Linked DNA regions of Mus musculus: region 1 is linked to region 2. The links are chromatin contacts, called in public HiChIP or PLAC-seq maps. All regions are on one chromosome and are shown on one strand. The core of a region is the stretch at or near the end of the contact, and the rest is flanking DNA. Distances in the headings are between cores, read along the strand shown.

Region 1 (3,534 bases), core at 375-2,874, 510 kb after region 2:
CCTTGAACTCAGAGATCTGCTTGCCTCAGTCTCCTAAGATTAAAGGCATGTACTACCTTGTCTGGGCCTATGCTTTTCATGGCCACTGTGCCCAAGATCTGGATCAAAAGTGTGTGTCATTCCATGTCAAGTTCCAGGTCCGAAGCCTGTGTCTTTCAGGCTTGATCTGGATCATAGGTATCCTCCATTTCTGAACTGTACTTCATTCCAGATGTAGTTAAGCTGACAAGCAGGAATAGCCATTACACCTCAGTGTCCTAAGCTCCCCGGCCATGCCAGGACTGAGTGCAGAGACAAGTGAGGAACCCGGGTCTCTAGGTAATGCAACACCTGCCAGGAAGGATGCCGAATACCTCCGCACAGACAGTCATTATCTCTAAACATAGCTGCTTCCTACACCACCGTCATCAGATGGGCCAAGTCAGCTCTCTGCCACCTCCCCACAGGGTCACACATATCCTGAAGGGATACTGAATGAACATAAGCCATTAGAACACTCTAGCCCAACCCTAGAATGGGGCAGAACAACCAATACTGTGGAGTCCAGAGACCTCCAGACTCTCGCAACACACCATCACCTGAGTGACCCAGTCCTGCCTTCCGATGCTTCCAGAGTCAGCACAGTGGGCGTTCCCGAGGAGGTCTGGGGTGCAGTGCCTGATATCAGCCTCACACTGAACACAGGCATGAACAGGAGTTTCTGCCCAAAGCAGCAGCTTCCCACCATTATCCCTGCCAACTCCAGCTCAAAACCAGATCTGTAGCCATTCCCGGGTCAATGTGATCTGAGTACACATCTTCCCTAGGTGAGAAACCTACAAATAGCTTGACATACATCACAAAGCAGACGCCTACCCTTTGACCTGCAGGAAGCCCATGGTCACTGTGGCTCTCAGCCACTTCTGTGTACAACTGTGCATCAGCTGCGGCTCCTGCCTCCACTGGCAGGCACTGCCTCAGATCTCAGAGAGTTGCTCTGCCCTCTGGCAAAGGGTCTCAGGATTTACCCCAAATCAATGAATGGGTTCAATTGGGGCACACCCTCCAGCTTCACCACCACCTATGGGGTAACTCTGAGGTACAAAATGTAGGCCACTCAGAGGTCCCTACAGGGGCAACTGTCACACAGGCGTCAGATGACTAAAGTGCCAGTATCAGTACTATGCACTTCATGACCCATGTCCCCATCCCTGTGAATGCTTGTCCACCGCCAAGCAAACTGCCTGCCCTCAAATCCTATGTCAGGGTCAGCTTCTGGAGAGGTCAGACGTCAGCAGCCACCAAGCTCTCCCTCTTGTCAGCCTGACACACCACTCTCGAACGTGAGACACAGGCAGGTGACCGGATATTTGAGAAAACCCTCCAACATGAGCAGCAAACAGAGAAAATGCTATGTAGACAGTCTCTGCGATGGCTGCCTACCTCATTCATGCCTAGCAGGGGCCCTGGCTCTGGGCTGTCTGTGTGGCCAAAAGAACATGGGGGCAAGGATGATATGCCCCTCTGAGAGAAGAGTTCCGAGAGACGCTACAGCTTCCATCTTGGTTCACCCTCCTCCACTCGGATCACTCCCTCCCTCTGAGGGACGCCAACTTCCATGTCAGGCAGCCATATGGAGAGGCGCATGTGGCGAGGAACCCAGGCCTCCTGCCAACAACCAAGTGACTGAGCTTGGAAGCAGATCCCTTGTCCCCGTCAAACCTGGCTAACACGCTGGCTGCAAAGAGACCCTGAACCAGAGCCACCCGCATTGCCCCGCCAGATCCTGGCCATGGAAACCAGGAGAGAAAGCCATTTGTTGTCTTAAGCTACTGCGTTTGGAGGTCATCTGTGACATAATAATAGATGACACAGGCGGCTATACGCTTTGCAAAGAGGAGAAGGCTTCAAAAGAATCTATCATTAACATCACACAGAAGCGATGGCGCATCCATGAAACCGGAAGGAGGATGCTGGGAAGGCTAAAAATGAAATCGCAAATTTAAGTCAATAGAAGCATTGAGGGGAAAGGAAACTTGAGAAAGTTCCCAGAACACAGAACAAAAGCAAAGACGTATACAATAGGAATTGGATTTTGTTTTTCTTTTTAATTAAAGAGTTAGACTATGGAGCCAGGAGGTCCAACATCTGACAGATAGGCATTCCAGAAAGCGTACTGAGACAGAGGATAAAATTATCAAAGAAAGAGTACCAGAAAACGTCCTACAACTGAAGGGCGTGAGTCTTCAGCATCCAAAAATGAAAATAAGGGCACAGAGTATTGGCTTTTTACCCCTATTGCTTTAATGAAAAACTGGAGGCTAGGTACTTTATAAAGAGAAGGGGTTGGTTTAGTTTGGAGCCAAGCCCTCAGCATGTCGCTTCTGGGAGGAGGAATCAAAGCAGGAGAGTGAGTGAGGGGGAGACACAGGAGACCAGGTCAAGAGACCAGGAGAAACAAAGTAACCGGGGCAGGGTGGGGGTGGGGGCTGTTAGCTTAGAAGAGACCAGGAGCCAGAGAGGAGGGAAACAGAGTAACCAGGGCGGGAGTTGGGGGAGGACCTTGATACCTTAGAAGAGACCAGGAGCTGGAGAGCAGGGAAACAAACTAACCAGCGTTCCCCTGAACCATGATATCTTAGAGTTGCGACCCCAGCACCCGTCACCTGGGGACCAAGCTTCCAGCACAGGAACCCTGTTGACATATGACACATCTAAGCCATCCCTGGGATGATGATGCCAAGAACAGAACCCCCAAAACAGAAGCTTCCAGGAAAAAAAAAAAAAAAAAAAAAACAGCTTGACTCAAAATCTCCATGCCTCTAAAGCTGTCTACAGTAAGAAGCAGATCTGGATTTAGCGAGCAAGTGCTGCAGGAATGTAGGCAAAATTAGTTCAAACATAGACGCCTGAACTGAAATGAGAGGAGAGTAACCCCGGGAAAGATTCAGAGAACAGGTTGCATGCTGCCCTAAGTCTAGAGACCAAGGGTAGAGAGAGAGCTCAGTGGTTAAGAGCACTGGCTGCTCTTCCAGAGGACCCAGATTCAAGTCCCAGCACCCACATAGCATCTCACAGCCATCTGTAACTCCAATTCTAGGGGATCCGACTCCCTCTTCTGTGCCCCTGGCAAACCCCCAAACATAAAAAACAATCAAGCAACTTTAAAACAATACTAAAGAGTGTCTCAGCCAGGGTTCTCTAGAGGAGCAGAACCATTAATGGCTGCCTTCACACTGGAGAGGCTAAGAACCCCACAGCTATTCAGTCCATGAGGCTGGTTACCTCTGCAGTACGAATTCAGTATGAAGGTGGGGTGGGGGTTCCTGGAGAGACACTGGTCCGTGCTGCAAGGCTGCAGAGGCTAGGCTCTGATGCCAGCAGCAACTGCAGTTGGGGGACAGGGTGCGGGGGTGGGGGTGGGGGTGGGGAGGGTACAGCTCAGATGCACTTCACCAGCAAGGAGCGAAGGCAGCACGCAGAGGAAGCAGCAGCAGCAGCCCACTCTGATCCCTTTAGGTCTTAGGGAGGGTCTTTCCCCTCAGGTAAACCTCT
Region 2 (3,871 bases), core at 1,206-3,705:
TGGGAAATCTCCATCTCACTCTGGTTCATCTGGCCCAGTTGATTCCAGATTAGAGACACCGAGTCCAGCTTGGCTTTGTCCATGAGGCACCAATCCTGTGAGTTTGGAAACCAGTTGGGTGGATGCAGAACTTCCTGTTGGAATGAGCCAGCTGCGGAGTTGACCATCATCTGGTGAATCTCTAAACCTTTCTTCTGCTTTTGACCCCCAGGTTGGCATCTCAGAATTACATTAGAGAGTGCTGCTTTCCCAACCTCCATCCTAAATCCATCTTGGGTGTGTGTGTCCCTCTCCTGAGTCACATGCCCAACTGTATGAATCCTGCTGTACTGCTCTGAGCCAGGTTTTCACTAAGCTGAGTCTTCTGGGTGGGACCATGATAAAAAGCAATGCTGCATTCTCTCCTCACAAGATTTCCAAGACTCTTTGTTGACCCTGCAGCAGCCCTGGACAGGGGGTGTGGGGTTAAGGGTCCCTCTTGCTTCTGCTGCCTGCTCTCCCTGGCATCTCTACTGTGAAAGATGTTGGGGACAGAGAGACAAGGGACAGGCTGGGTCCATGTGCTGGGTGGGAAGCGGCATGTCACTTACAGGAATGAGGGGAATCTTGTCTTTGCCTTTTCCTATATAGATAACCAAGGATGCAATTTGCTCAGTCTTAGATATTTGCCAAGCAACAGGAACTCTCCTCAGGGCTGCTAGGTTGGGGCTGGCCACATCTCTGGTGGAACACATCTATGTATTCTTGAAGGCGTCCTTAAGTGCTCCGCCGGGTACCAGAGGGCCAGCAATGTCTTTCCTTCTCATGAGTTGGCACTTGGATTTGGAATTTCTGGAGAAGCCTGTGGGAATTCACAGACTTCTGCCTGACGTCAAATCCTCCCTCTTCTCCTTCCATCCTGGGCCATTCTGGGATTTGACGTCTGCCTTTCTATGCCCAGCCTTGGGAGGAGATGATGGGGGCACTGGCTTGCACCCCTTCTCTTCCCCTTTCGATTCTGTTGGCCCTTCTTTATGCTGGCACAGCAAAGAGTAGAAAAGTGCAGCCTGTTTGTTTTGCCTGGGCTATCCCAAACCAGCATCTCCTGCCTAGAGAGAGGAGGGAGGAAAGGAGGGGTGGGAGGGGGAGGAAGGGTGGGGAGGGGAGGCAGAGAGGGGAAGGAAAGAGGGAGGGAGAAAAAGAGGAGAGAGGAAGGGGTAAAGGGAGAAAAATGGAGAGAGGGAGAGAAGGGGAAGGGAGAAGGGGGGGAGATGGGGGGAGAGAAAGAGGGAGGAGGGAGAAAGGGGGAGAGGGAGGAGAAAAGAAAGGGGAGAGGAAGAGGGGGAGAAGGGGGGAGAGAGGGGGAGAGGGAGGGGGAGGGAGAAGGCGCTCTCAGAGTCTGATGTCACCAGGGTAGTTTCATATCTCAGTTCAGATCCTCTCTCTTTTAGAGTTGTAATAAGATCCCAGAGCAAGCTTTCTGACTCAGTGTTTGGGGATGGAGGCTAGGAGGGACTGATCTGTAGAAGCCTGGGACATGATCCCCACAGGAGGAGACTCACGAGGGCATGTGTGTAAGATTAAGGAATGTCCAGAGCAGAGTGCTGGCCCAGCACCACACTCCAGGGCTTCACTGGAGGACCTGGACCCTCCAGATGCTGCCTGCCCACCTTTGCCTCATAGGGTTCTCTAGACTCTTAGCAACTGAGTGATCCCCTTCCAATACATACTTGCATGAACACACAACCTGCCATTTTGCTACAAAGGAATCATGGATACCAAATTTACCCTCGGTCCCTGGAGTACAAGTAGCCCTGATGGCAAGGGTCTCAGATGGGACCACTGCTGGGACTCACACACCTAAATCAATGCTCCTACCACCAATTGAGATTCTCTGCCTTTTTGCAGGTCTCTGTCCTGCATGGAATATCCTCGTCCTGGGCTCACAGCCACCTTCACATCTGGAAAGACCTCTAGATAAACAGAAGCGTCCACCTCCATCCCCTTCTAGCCTGTGCCAGCTCCCTGGGGCGTCCAGAAGTAGGGACAGCCAGTCAGCCAGCCAGCCAGCCGGGCACACACACAGTTAATTCTTGGCGGCTGCTGTTTGGATAGAAAGCACTAGGAGCGGTCTAGGCTCCTCCACAACTCACATCTGGCTGGGGTTGGCGCTTTGTATTGGTCCCTCTTTCTTCCTCTCTTCCTCTACTTCTGAGAGAAACCACGTTTCCGTTTCTGGCCAAAGAGACCTTGGAGGCAGCTGAGGAGATAAAGGTGTTGGGACTGCTGTGCCTTGCACCTCCCCCTTTCCTCCTCCTTAAGTGTTTCCCCCTGGGGGACTTTTTTCTCCCTCGGGCTCTCTCTCTCTCTCTCTCTCTCTCTCTCTCTCTCTCTCTCTCTCTCTCTCTCTCTCTCTCTCTCTCTCTCTCCCTCCCTCCCTCTCTCTCTCTCTGCTTTGACACGTCTGTGCTTCCCCTCCTGACCTAGCCTAGAAGGCTCAGCCCCTGGGAGATGCTCTAAGAGACGCCTCCCCGAGAGCCCTGAGAGGCTGGAGGATTTCATTGCACAGCCGGCTCAGCTGGAAGGAGGTAGGTGGCTTGGACAGACCGGGAAGGACTCCCATGCCTCTGAGCTCCGTCTTCGTGGCTTCATCTGGGTGCCCAGGCGTGACTGAGTAGACGCTTTCTCTGGAGTGAGATGTGATGTGGACTTACAGCAAAGGGGCAGACAGAGCAGGGCAGAAGTTTTGGGGACAGCATTGAGTTATTCTTGCTAATTCCCCCTGCACAGATTGGCTGTGCAGAGAGGCAGCTTGTTGGGGCTCCCTGGAGCGTGCAGGGGGCGGGCTCTTTAGCGGGTAGGATGCTGACAGGACCAACTATGCATTCTTCCACTGTTTTGTGGGGTGTCTCTCTTTTACCCGGATGCTCTTTAGAGGGTGTGGAAGGAGAAAGAGCAGCTCTGTTCCCAGCTTGTGCCACCCCATGCCTGTCCGTATCACCTGGGACAGCTAGGATCAGGTCTGTCCCATCTGTCAGTGGTCAGCTGGAACCCCAACACTGAACAGGAAGTGTGGACTCTGGCCCCTTCTTCTAACAGCCTCGCTGTTCCTGGAGGACATCCAGTTTGGGCAGGAAAAAACAAATATCCCTTCTCCTTGGACCTTCCTGGGAAGGAAAAAAGCTGCCTATGGTGCTAAGAGTAGCCCTGAGCTAGGGCTGGCTGCAGACTCTAAGATGCCCCAGGACCTTTGTTCAGCCTGTGTCCACCTAGACTCACAAGTCTGGGCATCTCTGTGGGTGAAGATGTAACTTACAGGTTAACCTGAGTCCCACCCCATCTATTCATGCACCCACCCAGGCTGCTCCCTGCCCTGGAGAGCCTCCTCCCATCCAGCTACTCCTGGCTCCACCCTTGTCTCTGGGAAGGGTGAGAGGGAGCTGCCTCTCCGACTCCTTCTGTTCCTGTGACCTGTTTCTTGGAATGGAGACCACAGAACATGATTCTTCAGCTTTGACAACAGGGTTCGGCATGTGGATCAGACGCAGGGTGTGTAGTGCCTAGCGTGTGAAAGGTCAGGGGTTGCTTCTCCAGTACTGGAAACAGCCACAACCAAATACCAACTTTAATTTTCACGGAATATGTTGGCTCAAGACTGTGAGGCAGAAAGGCTGCGGCTAGCCTGAGCCTAGCCTGAGCCATCCTGAGCCAGACAGCATGGTCTGACAGAGACCATGAGTGAGATGCAGTTTCAAAGTAACCAAAGGAAAATAGAGTGAGATGCAGTTTCAAAGTAACCAAAGGAAAATAGAGTGAGATGCAGTTTCAAAGTAACCAAATGAAAAGGAAAACAACAATGAAAAAAAAAAAAAAAGGAAAAACTGAGAAATGT

The links. HiChIP or PLAC-seq counts read pairs in DNA pulled down with a chosen protein or histone mark.
Region 1: an H3K4me3 HiChIP or PLAC-seq map of forebrain shows a contact between it and region 2, with 3 times the contacts expected there. The contact joins the enhancer-like site here to the promoter of C1qtnf1 in region 2. A contact is called at or near these places in 1 of 39 promoter capture datasets (embryonic stem cells), 3 of 115 datasets of contacts at active chromatin or transcription factors (astrocytes, embryonic stem cells and forebrain) and 2 of 9 other capture datasets (embryonic stem cells and macrophages).

Annotation. Positions count from the first base shown.
Region 1 is chr11:118,939,102-118,942,635 of GRCm38.p6, forward strand. No RefSeq gene overlaps it. Among named protein-coding and RNA genes, the nearest start is that of Rbfox3, 31 kb to the left of the region's middle. Within about 2 kb of position 1,625, at least 23 of the 459 cell types and tissues checked have an H3K27ac peak or open chromatin away from gene starts, as enhancers often do. A contact at or near this core is called in forebrain, where this site is marked.
Region 2 is chr11:118,426,002-118,429,872 of GRCm38.p6, forward strand. It overlaps C1qtnf1 (C1q and tumor necrosis factor related protein 1), which reads left to right and starts at 2,456. Exons shown (of 4, transcript NM_001204129.1): 1 at 2,456-2,567. Gm35598 (a long non-coding RNA gene) reads right to left here and starts at 2,360. Exons shown (of 3, transcript XR_880340.2): 1 at 2,133-2,360.